2 separate regions of the Gossypium hirsutum genome follow, and region 1 is linked to region 2. A link is a contact called in public Hi-C data. All regions are on one chromosome and are shown on one strand. Each heading gives the region's core, a stretch centred on a gene start, on an enhancer-like site or on the middle of the called end of the contact. The rest is flanking DNA. Distances are from core to core; before and after follow the strand shown. Region 1 holds the start of LOC107893556 (mitochondrial outer membrane protein porin 4). Region 2 holds the start of LOC107907561.

Region 1 (4,684 bases), core at 1,973-4,472, 450 kb after region 2:
CCCACCACATGAAAATGCATAGCTAGCAAATACATATGTCAAACATAACCACACAGTGGGATACCTAAGTTACTATGTGAAATTAAGACTCATTTTCCATATATACTGTTAACATTAATGCACTGACCTTGCCAGACTTGTGATCAGGTATCCTGAAACTTAGAGCAGCTTTGGAACATGGCCAGACATCATTGACAGTCACTTTTGTAGACACCTGCAGAAAGATAAATAAAAATGAAGAGGAAAAGGGACACAGTTATTGGTGATTACATAATCAAGATTTAACAACTTCCAAATACAAACATGCTATACATTAAACTGAATCACAAATATGGAGAAGTCACAAAAACATGGAAAAGAGAAATTTTTCATACATTAGAATAGGTATCAACTTTCATATCCACAGTAGTACTTCCACTCTTATACACAGTATTTATGTCACCAAAAAAATTTTGGTCCTTCTTGAGTCCTGTGGCTGTAAGTCCCTGCAAAACATTTTAAGTATGACATTAGATGACATAACAATCAAATTGATTTACAGTTCAATATAGTAATTTATATAACAAAATAATCAATAAGAGCTCTTTTCATTTTTAAGGGAAGTTATCAGCAGTACTGTCTTTAACAATGTTAGAATCTACTGATGGTAAAAGTGAATAAGATATCTAAACGTTGGCTTTTCTGCCATATCCAGAGCTCTTAGGCTATTTACATGTAAGGAGGCAGAAAACCACACCTGTGTCTATCAAATATCTGCTGGAAATGAACACCGATGAATAGAAAACAGGAGTTGATGTCAAACTAGTGCACTCCCAAGTCACCGGTTCAACAGGATAGTTCAGTTAAATGAAATATTAACTATTAAATGTTAGATGTAAGATTCTGATATTAAATAATAATTAGATAAGGTAATTAGTAAATAAAAATATGCATCTGGTTTACCAGTATGGTCTTTTATACATGATCATATAAGGTTAAAGGTTCAAATATCAACAAATGAAAAAAGTAACAACAAAAGGTAATAAAAAGAGTTCTTTTTTCCCCTGATATTATCCTCTTTTTAGCCAGTCTTTATCAGTTAAACTGATTTGCAACTAGTTCACCAAACGCTCATTTTCTTTTTGTTAAATGTATCAGACTGGACAGACCACTTGCTCCAAGTTGAACAGTATAAACAGCCAGTTCCATCACACTTTTTTAACACTTGCAAGTACTAAAAGAAAAATGAAGATTAGTATGTAATACAAGGAACAGAATCCATGACTGTTTCAACTCATATGGGAAGAAAACAAACAAAAGATTAAGGAATTGAAGAAGGCGAAATTGCAGGGACAGAACATAAGTGGTTTTTGTTACAACATCACAAAATTTTAAGTATGTCATCACCCATTTTAATGAAAACTTTCACAACCCATAGTCAGATGATAACTTAATTACCAATGTCATCCATTTTAACAACAGAGTAATGACTAGCAGAGAAAAAATTGAAATAATTATGAAATTAGGGGCTTCCTGTGTTTGATTCCTTCACATATAAATGCACAACATGGACATACACAAGGAAGATTGCTAAACAGAAAGGAATTTACATCAGGCCAAACAAAGCATCCCAAGAGCACAATGTTCATATGAGAAAACCTAGATAATCATTCTGCTAATATTTACCAAACCAACTATATATTCTCAAGCCATAACATTTAGCAAAGCAAAATTTTAAGTTTTCAAGCACTTTAATCAAGCTCTGTCCAAGAATTTAGTAAACCAATCAAGCAGTTCAGTAAAAGGTTAAACAAGTTTTATAGGGGAAACACTACCATTCCCGTGGTGCTCAGCATTGAAAGAGTAAACTTCTGGTCAAAATTGTAATCTTTTGTCAGGAGGTCTGCATAAACATATTTGGAAATAATTAGTCTGTGAAAGCTAAAAGAAAATAACAGCAGGCCAATATGACAGACAAACAAGCAGCTACGGTAAGTACTAACTAATAGTCATCAAAAGTTACAAATAGCAAGAGAAGTCCCTAACAGTCTCAGACCAAGAAAGGCAATTCATCATATCACTAACAGAAAAAGTAAAATCTATCTATGATCTTACTAAGGTAATGGTGCAAATGTTAATCCTCAGTGTACTAGTATAATAGTAATTAATTGTGTTGGTTATCTATCACATAAATATATGCATTTTCTTTGGTTTATTAAGTGTTTGAAAAACCTAACTACATTAATCTTTTCAATTCCTCTACCCAACCATGCTTTTCTGAGAAGCTGCTTCCCATCTTCATTACGCATCAAATCAGTTTGAGTTGCCAATAAAAAAAATAATTTCTGGTAAGATTATGACAAGTGCAAGCATACCAAACAGTATATAAACATACAATACCGGACAAGAAAAAATAAAGGCACATGCAGCTGATACCTTTGGCTTTTTTTCCCAGATCTACGAATGGTGCTGGTCCAGCCATCCTGATAGAAGGGCAATCAACCACAGCCTGAAATGCCATAAAGATATCATCATTACTTCAGCTCTGGAAACATTCTACTTGAGAGGAAATGAAAAGCAGGTGAATAAATTATAGAGCAAATGCATATGGGACGATGATACAACAATTTCTAGTTCAAAATTCATTTCACATGTCGTGTTTAGAAAAACCAAGCATTTTTTTTATCCATGAAATCCAAACTTTTACTACTCAATTCTTCACAAGTATAATTTGCTTACATATCCAAATGTAATTTTAGCTTTTTGCCAACAAAAAGCAAGTGCCAAAATTATTAAAACAAGAAACAGCTTTACAAGCACATTCAGGGCCAAAATGCTGTTAAAATAAACAAAGCAAGCAAGCAAGAAACCGAAAAGTTCCAAGAAACGAAAATAGTACGGCTCATATAAAAAATACAGAAATCACACCGTAAGAACATAAGATTTCAATTAACACTCGCACCTAGATTGAGTACCATAATCACTAAAACAATAACTTGAAGAATCAAAAAGGAAGAATGAACTTACAACAAAGATTTGAAACAAGAGAGGATCAGCCACGAAACCGTGCAACGGCTGCTACCAACACCGCTTTAGATTGTGTTTAATTGTTAAAACCAATTTTGTGTGTTGAAAATTTTTTGAAAGCCGAAGGGTCAAAGCGTGCAGACTCTCAATAGACGGCGAGGTTTTAGGTCAGTTTCTTAAAAAGCGTGATGCATCTTTGATTTGATTGGAGAGTTTAGGTTCGATAGGCGCTGTGAGGTTAACATCTTGTGGGCCTGTGACACATACTTTTGTCACCGTGCTGTGAGACTAAGAGAAAATATATCAAAATTTTTCGTTATTCAAATGACGAGCTTGACCCAGGAAAAGATTTAAATAATCTTACTGTTGTGTCGTAAAGTTTTTCTCAAATGAAATAAGAGTAAAATTAATCTAAAAATTCTATTGTACTCGTATGTGTCAAAGTGTTAGAATTTTACTCTAAGAAATCGTATAGTAAAAAGTAAGAATTTAACTTTAAATTCACTTAAGTTACTTTTATTGTGACATATCACACCTAACTTAATCATTAAATCTAAATATGTGACATTACATTATATTATTGAAGTAAATATATTAACTTTTATTTCATTTATCATTGTAACAAGAAATCAAAGAAATTAAATCTCATACATTTCCAACTATATTAAATAAAGTAACACTTGTAAACATGCATATTCATCAACTAATTGAGCATAGAAATTCTTCATCTAAAACCTTATAAATCAATTATCAACACATACGAAACCATAAAAATAGGTACTAAGTCTCAAGACTAAACTTAAGTACATGTCATTAGTTATGATTATACAATCAAAGTAATACAAACTTGATCGAGCTTAGCTGAGCTATTAACCTTAGATGCTTTACAACTTCAATTGTCACATCTCGAAATTGGGTATAGAAGTTTTGAGGATAATTTTGAAATTATGGCACGAAATGAGTTTGAAAATTCAGAATGTGGTAACCCGAAAATATATCCGTCTATGGCTTTAGAAAATTTAAACTAATTTATGAAAATAGTGTGAAATAAGCTTTAAATTTAAAAAAAAAGGATTGTTTTGTAAAAGAGTTTAATTTAGGAGTAGCTTTAAGGCAATTATACCAAGTTTTAAAATCAACTCATATTTTCCCCTTTTCACCCTATTTTTGAGGTTGAAAAATAGAGAGAGAAAGCACCCGTTATCTTTTTATTTTGTGTCGTTCATTAGGAAGAAAAAACCCCAAACCTTCATTCTTCAATTTCAATCTTCAAAACTCCAATCCCTTGTTTTCTATCATCTTCCTAGCATTAAAACACCCTTTGAAAACCAAGAACAGCACAAAGAACACCATTAATTTCCTTGTCATTCAACTTGTGGGTTTTTTTCAAATTTTCAATCAAACGCTTGTTTTCCCATTAATCAAGGTAATGTTTATTTTTCCTAATAGTTTTTTTTAATGAACTCTAGCTATTTAAATCAAGTTTTAATCTATTAAATCAAAGGTTTTGTGTAAATGCCGAAATTTGAGACGTTAATAGTGAAATTCGAGATTTTGAATGAAATCAATGTTTTGAAGTATTTTTCAACTTGTTTTAATGTGATTAGAAGGTTTCTAAACTCTCCTTAAAGTTCTGTTAAAAGCTTTTAAGGTTTTGCTAAGTTTTCATGAAAAATGA
Region 2 (5,049 bases), core at 1,200-3,699:
CAATATAGAAACGAGCAGTATGCTTACATGGTTACAGTTCCGCAAGAATATAATGTGCTCCACGAGAGAGTCCAAAGTGCAAATAGATACAACAATTAAATTCACAAGCCGCCAGTAGAAATCAATGGTCAAGTCAACAACAAGAAACAGAAGCTTTGACAGAAGATGTTCTAGATTACAAACAGAATATCCAGTAATTCTACAAAAGTGAGCAAACACATATCTCCTTGAAAAGAGAAAGGAATATTAAAAGAAAACAGAAATTTTGTATGGAAAAAACAATCTCATCAGAATTCAATTGCATGTATAAATGCCACTCTGATACCGATGATTTACCTCATAAAAATCTGTCTTACCCTCGGTAGCAGGCTTCAGACAGACCCCAGATAATGAAGTAGCTCCTTGCACTGAAAATTTTACATAACCAACAACTTCTAGTTCTTCATCAATGTCAGCAGAATCCAAAGGCATCCTTACCCTCAATTTGCCAGGAGTACCCTTCAGTGGAACCTCTGGCACATGCCACTTCAGTTCTCTCTCTGATCTGTTCAACACAGCTTTAGGTGAAACCTTTAACAATGTTGGATCAACGGGCAATTTCAGGACAAAAGTTACATCAGTCAATGGTGCTAATAACTCCGGATTTGAAACATACTGTATCATCACAGAAAGTAATGTCCCACTAAGACGCTTGATCAACCTAACTCTCAGAGGCAATGGTGTCAACCTAGGTAACAAACTGTACTTCAAAATTGGTATAGGCTCCTCAGATGGGGCAGTTCTAACATGAAACATTCCATTTCCTAGGCTACTAATCTGAGAACTCTGTATAACAAACCTCTTAACCGAACTAGTTCCTTCAACACGAAACGAAAACTCAGTATCCTTATCACCACAAACTTTAGGAGGCATCGTTCTCAAGTAAACCACACCCATTAGTCCAACTCTAGCTAGCAATGATTCCCTAAACTCCGCACTGATCTCCTCTGAAATATACATTTCGGGACCTTTCATCTCAGTACTCTTCACCAAAAGATTCTCAAGAGACTTCCCTCCATCAGCACCAGCCGCAGCTGCAGTTGGGGCAGCACTATCCCCAGTTTGCAAAAGTTCAAGCCCACTGAGCCCTTCCTGTTTCTTAACCTTTTTATTTTCCAAAAACTCCGAAGCATCCAAGCCACCACCCCAAGCATCAGTAAACCCTTCAAAAGCTTCTCCAAGAGTAGCCTGTTCACTGCCAAACTCAATTCCTCCGTACTTCCCCTCAAATCCTTCAACAGTAATGTCCGTAGATTGGGTTGCTTCAGCCGGGGGCAATGTAGTCACCTCTAACCCTGCCAACGCCAATGTTAAATCAGTAGCTGATGGATCCTTCGTCTTCTTAAACCCTCCAACTAAATCTTCTTGCTTATTTATGGCCTCACTGGCAGCAAATGGATCCTTCTCTGCTTCTGATTCCTCTGCTTTAATCATTTTCTCGTCTTGCTCAATTGTACTTTGAGGTACAATCGTTGAAACTTTCTGATCGCCAGCCGCTAGAGTTTCCGGAGGCAATTCGAAACTCGCATTGGAAAAGGCTTCAATGTTGGATTGGTGTTCGGTGGAGTGAAGTTCGACGGCAGGCCACGTTTCAGCACCACGGATCTTGGCTTCAGTGTCGAGTGCAGAATGGACCATCTTGGCAATCCCGTCGCCGTGCATATAGGAGAGCATGGCAGCGAGACGGATGTTGCTGACTCCACGTAGGACGATGTCGAGTGCCATGTAAACCTCGGCGTATTTTCGGGCGAGCTTTTCAGGGGTGACGTCGACGCCACGGCAGGCCGTTACGATGACACTAACGGCTTGGTTAACGATATTTATGCACTCAAATACGTTGATCGAATTGTCGTGATCGGCAGTAGTGATTCCGAGGACGTAAATGGAGTTTACAAGGCGGTAAACAACGCGATACTTACTTTCAACGCCGACGATTAGTTGGCCACTGGAGGCGGAAAGGGGGTCGTCGCCGATGGATTCAGTGGCAGCACTAGGTTCGGCAGTAGATGAGGAGGAAGAGGAGGAGGTAGCAGCGACGGAGGAAGGGGACTTGTTGGAGAAGGCAAGACGGGTCTGGCGGAAGGCGTGGAGAGCAATTAGAGCACGGGCAGGAGGGAACCATTCTCGGGTTTGGAGAAGGATGTCAGATCCGTTGGCTGGCTGGAGAGAGAGAGCCAAGCACGACATTTTTGTTTTATTTTCGAATTATGGATGATGTATCGATCTGGTAGGGCAGATCCACCAGGGCTATGAAATTACAGCCTTCAAATGGGATCCACGGATGAGTCTTACTTTGGATCTCTGCGATTAGGTTTTGTTTGCAGTGAAAACAAGGAGAGGGGACTGCCTTCAGGGAGATGTTGAACTTGCCGGTGGTTTGGGTGTGATGGGCCCAAACCTCTCAAGACGTTGTTGGGCTTTCTTCCAATTTACTCTCAGAATACTTATATTAAGTTCAACCTCTAAAAACATCACTCCTCGTATATTAATTTTTATTTTAAATTATGACACTATTACAATTTGTGCTTAAATTATTAATAAATTGAACAAATATATATTATCACCAAAAAAACTCAACTATATCCAAAAAATTCATGTACTTTTTAATTATTGTGTGGCTGAGAAAACTTTTTAAGTTAGGTATTCTTTTTCCAATCATATGGTAGTTCAAAAATACATATGTTTTTTTAGGAGATGCTTAAATTTTTTAAAGGCCAAGTCATGAATAAATCAGTTGAATATGATATATTTTACCAAATTTATCAGTAACTTAATAATAATTTGTAATGATGTCATAATTTGAATAATATTTTAATGTATAAAGATAAATCTTGAGCAATTTTTAGTAAAAAGACTAAAAATGAACTTACATAATAGTATAAGGACTCAACATAGACTTTGAGTATTTTATTTTAAGGTAAGCCATACAAATCATAAATCTCTTATCAAATTTTTGAAGCAATATACAATTGTCGAAGCCGTCAAAAATAAAATCTATTTCAAAAAGAATAATTAATAAAAACAACAAGTAAAGTCAAATCCATAGAAATCGATGGATATTTTATTCCTACAACTAAAACAAATAAAATAAAGAGGAATGGGGTTTTGTTTAAAGAAAAATTTAAAAATTAAAATTAAGAATTTAGAAAAAAAAACAAAGAAAGCAATAATCAAAATTTTGGGAAGAGGGGAATGAGATAAAACTTTAGTCAAAATAAATTCTTCAATTAATTCAAGGGTTTGATCATTGATGGAAAGATAAATTTCAATGTTTTTTACACTACAAAAAACATGTTAAAGGTGACACATGACTTGAGACGTATCAGGGTTTCATCTTTTTAAATTGACCCACATCAATATGTAGATGCACATAAGTAGGTCTCCTTAGGTAGGCATTGAAGAGACATCACCACGGCGCGTCTCCTTAGGCCTAACTTAAGGAGATGATTCTGCCACGTCTCCTTGGAATTAACCAATGGAGACCCTAAGCTGTGTCTCTCTGGAGTACCTATAGAGACGCTTTCTTGCGTCTTCTAAGTTGTTGATTGTAGAGACGTCAATCATCATCTTCGTAGGTCTCTAAATTGTTTTCCAAAACTTAAACACCTAAATGTTCTGTTCTTGCTTTCTTCGTAAGTCTCTTGAATCTTGTTTTCTTTCTTCCAACGTCAATCTCTCATTCTCCCTAATTTTCACTTCCTTACGAATTCATGATCTTGGAGTAGAGACAATGGTATGTCCATCTTTACTTTCTTGAAAATTTATCCATCTATACGATTTCAAATCCACTTATATCAAGTTTAATAAGGGTTATTTTATTTAATTTTATGTATATTATTCCAAATATCCATTGCATGAATGAATTTGTGATATAAGTATTTTATATGTACATCTGCAAATAATGAATAAGTTTGTTACTGAACATGCACCTTATATATTTGTTAAAATGGCTAAGTCAATGTATTGTTTATGATGTAGACATTGGACAAAAGTTGGATTAATGCTCCCAAATTTAGCATGGTTTACATGAATGGAATAATTTCGTTCATTGAATTTACCACCAAGAATAGCATAAACAACCAGAACATTTATTGTCTGTGCAAGAAGTGATCTAATAGATTTCCCTTCCACCCCAAAGTTGTACATAATCATCTTTGACTATATTGTTTTGTGAAAGGGTATAAGAGATGTATTTTTCATGGCGAAACTTTTGCATCAATTTTTCCATCAAATTCCCCAATATGGCAAGTCATACGAGAAGTTTAAATAATACTGATATTGATTTAGGAACTAGGGACTTGACAATGGAGGTTATTGGATTAAATGTGCCAGTACATGACAGAGATGAAATTAGTCACAGTGATCATGTTAATGGTGGAAGTGATGTTGATTCCACTTTGCTTCCTTCTGAGGATGTTGGACAAACCACCAATGAAATCAACAATCTTATAGATAATTGTAAGGTACCTCTTTATCCCAATTGTCAAAAATACTCTACCATATCATTCATCTTGTGACTCTTTCATATAAAGGCCTTGAATGGGTGGTTAGAAAAATCAGTTACCAAATTACTAGATTTATTAAATAATGTTTTTCACACTTCCCTCCGTGCAACATATTATGAATCAAAGTAAACTCTCAAGAAGTTTTATCTTGGTTATATCAAGATTCATGCATGTCCAAATGATTGTATATTATATTGGGCTTCGGATGCAAATGCTACAACATGTCGAAAATGTGGGCTCTCGAGATGGGTTACAAGTGCAGGTAAAGGAACTGAAAATTTAGCTAAGGAAGCAACAACAACCCCTTCGCATCAAAAGCATGCAAAAGTCCTCAAGTACTTTCCTTTGATCCCGAGACTAAAAATATTATTCAAGTCATCCACAATTGTGGCTTCTATGGCTTGGCATGACTATTCTCGTGTCAAAAATGAACTTCTTTGACATCCCATTGATGTTGAAGCTTGGAAAGCTTTTGATGAGAGGTTTATAGACTTCACATTTGACC

The links. A called contact is a pair of places that touch in the nucleus more often than the background predicts.
Region 1: a Hi-C map of leaf shows a contact between it and region 2, with 2.7 times the contacts expected there. The contact joins the promoter of LOC107893556 here to the promoter of LOC107907561 in region 2. A contact is called at or near these places in 3 of 34 Hi-C or Micro-C datasets (all in leaf).

What each region holds. Positions count from the first base shown.
Region 1 is chrA08:29,977,700-29,982,383 of Gossypium_hirsutum_v2.1, forward strand. It overlaps LOC107893556 (mitochondrial outer membrane protein porin 4), which reads right to left and starts at 3,223. Exons shown (of 7, transcript XM_016818587.2): 1 at 3,007-3,223; 2 at 2,416-2,488; 3 at 1,815-1,882; 4 at 375-485; 5 at 128-214. The coding sequence starts at 2,461.
Region 2 is chrA08:29,526,717-29,531,765 of Gossypium_hirsutum_v2.1, forward strand. LOC107907561 reads right to left here and starts at 2,450. Exons shown (of 1, transcript XM_016834971.2): 1 at 1-2,450. The coding sequence starts at 2,226. The coding sequence ends at 295.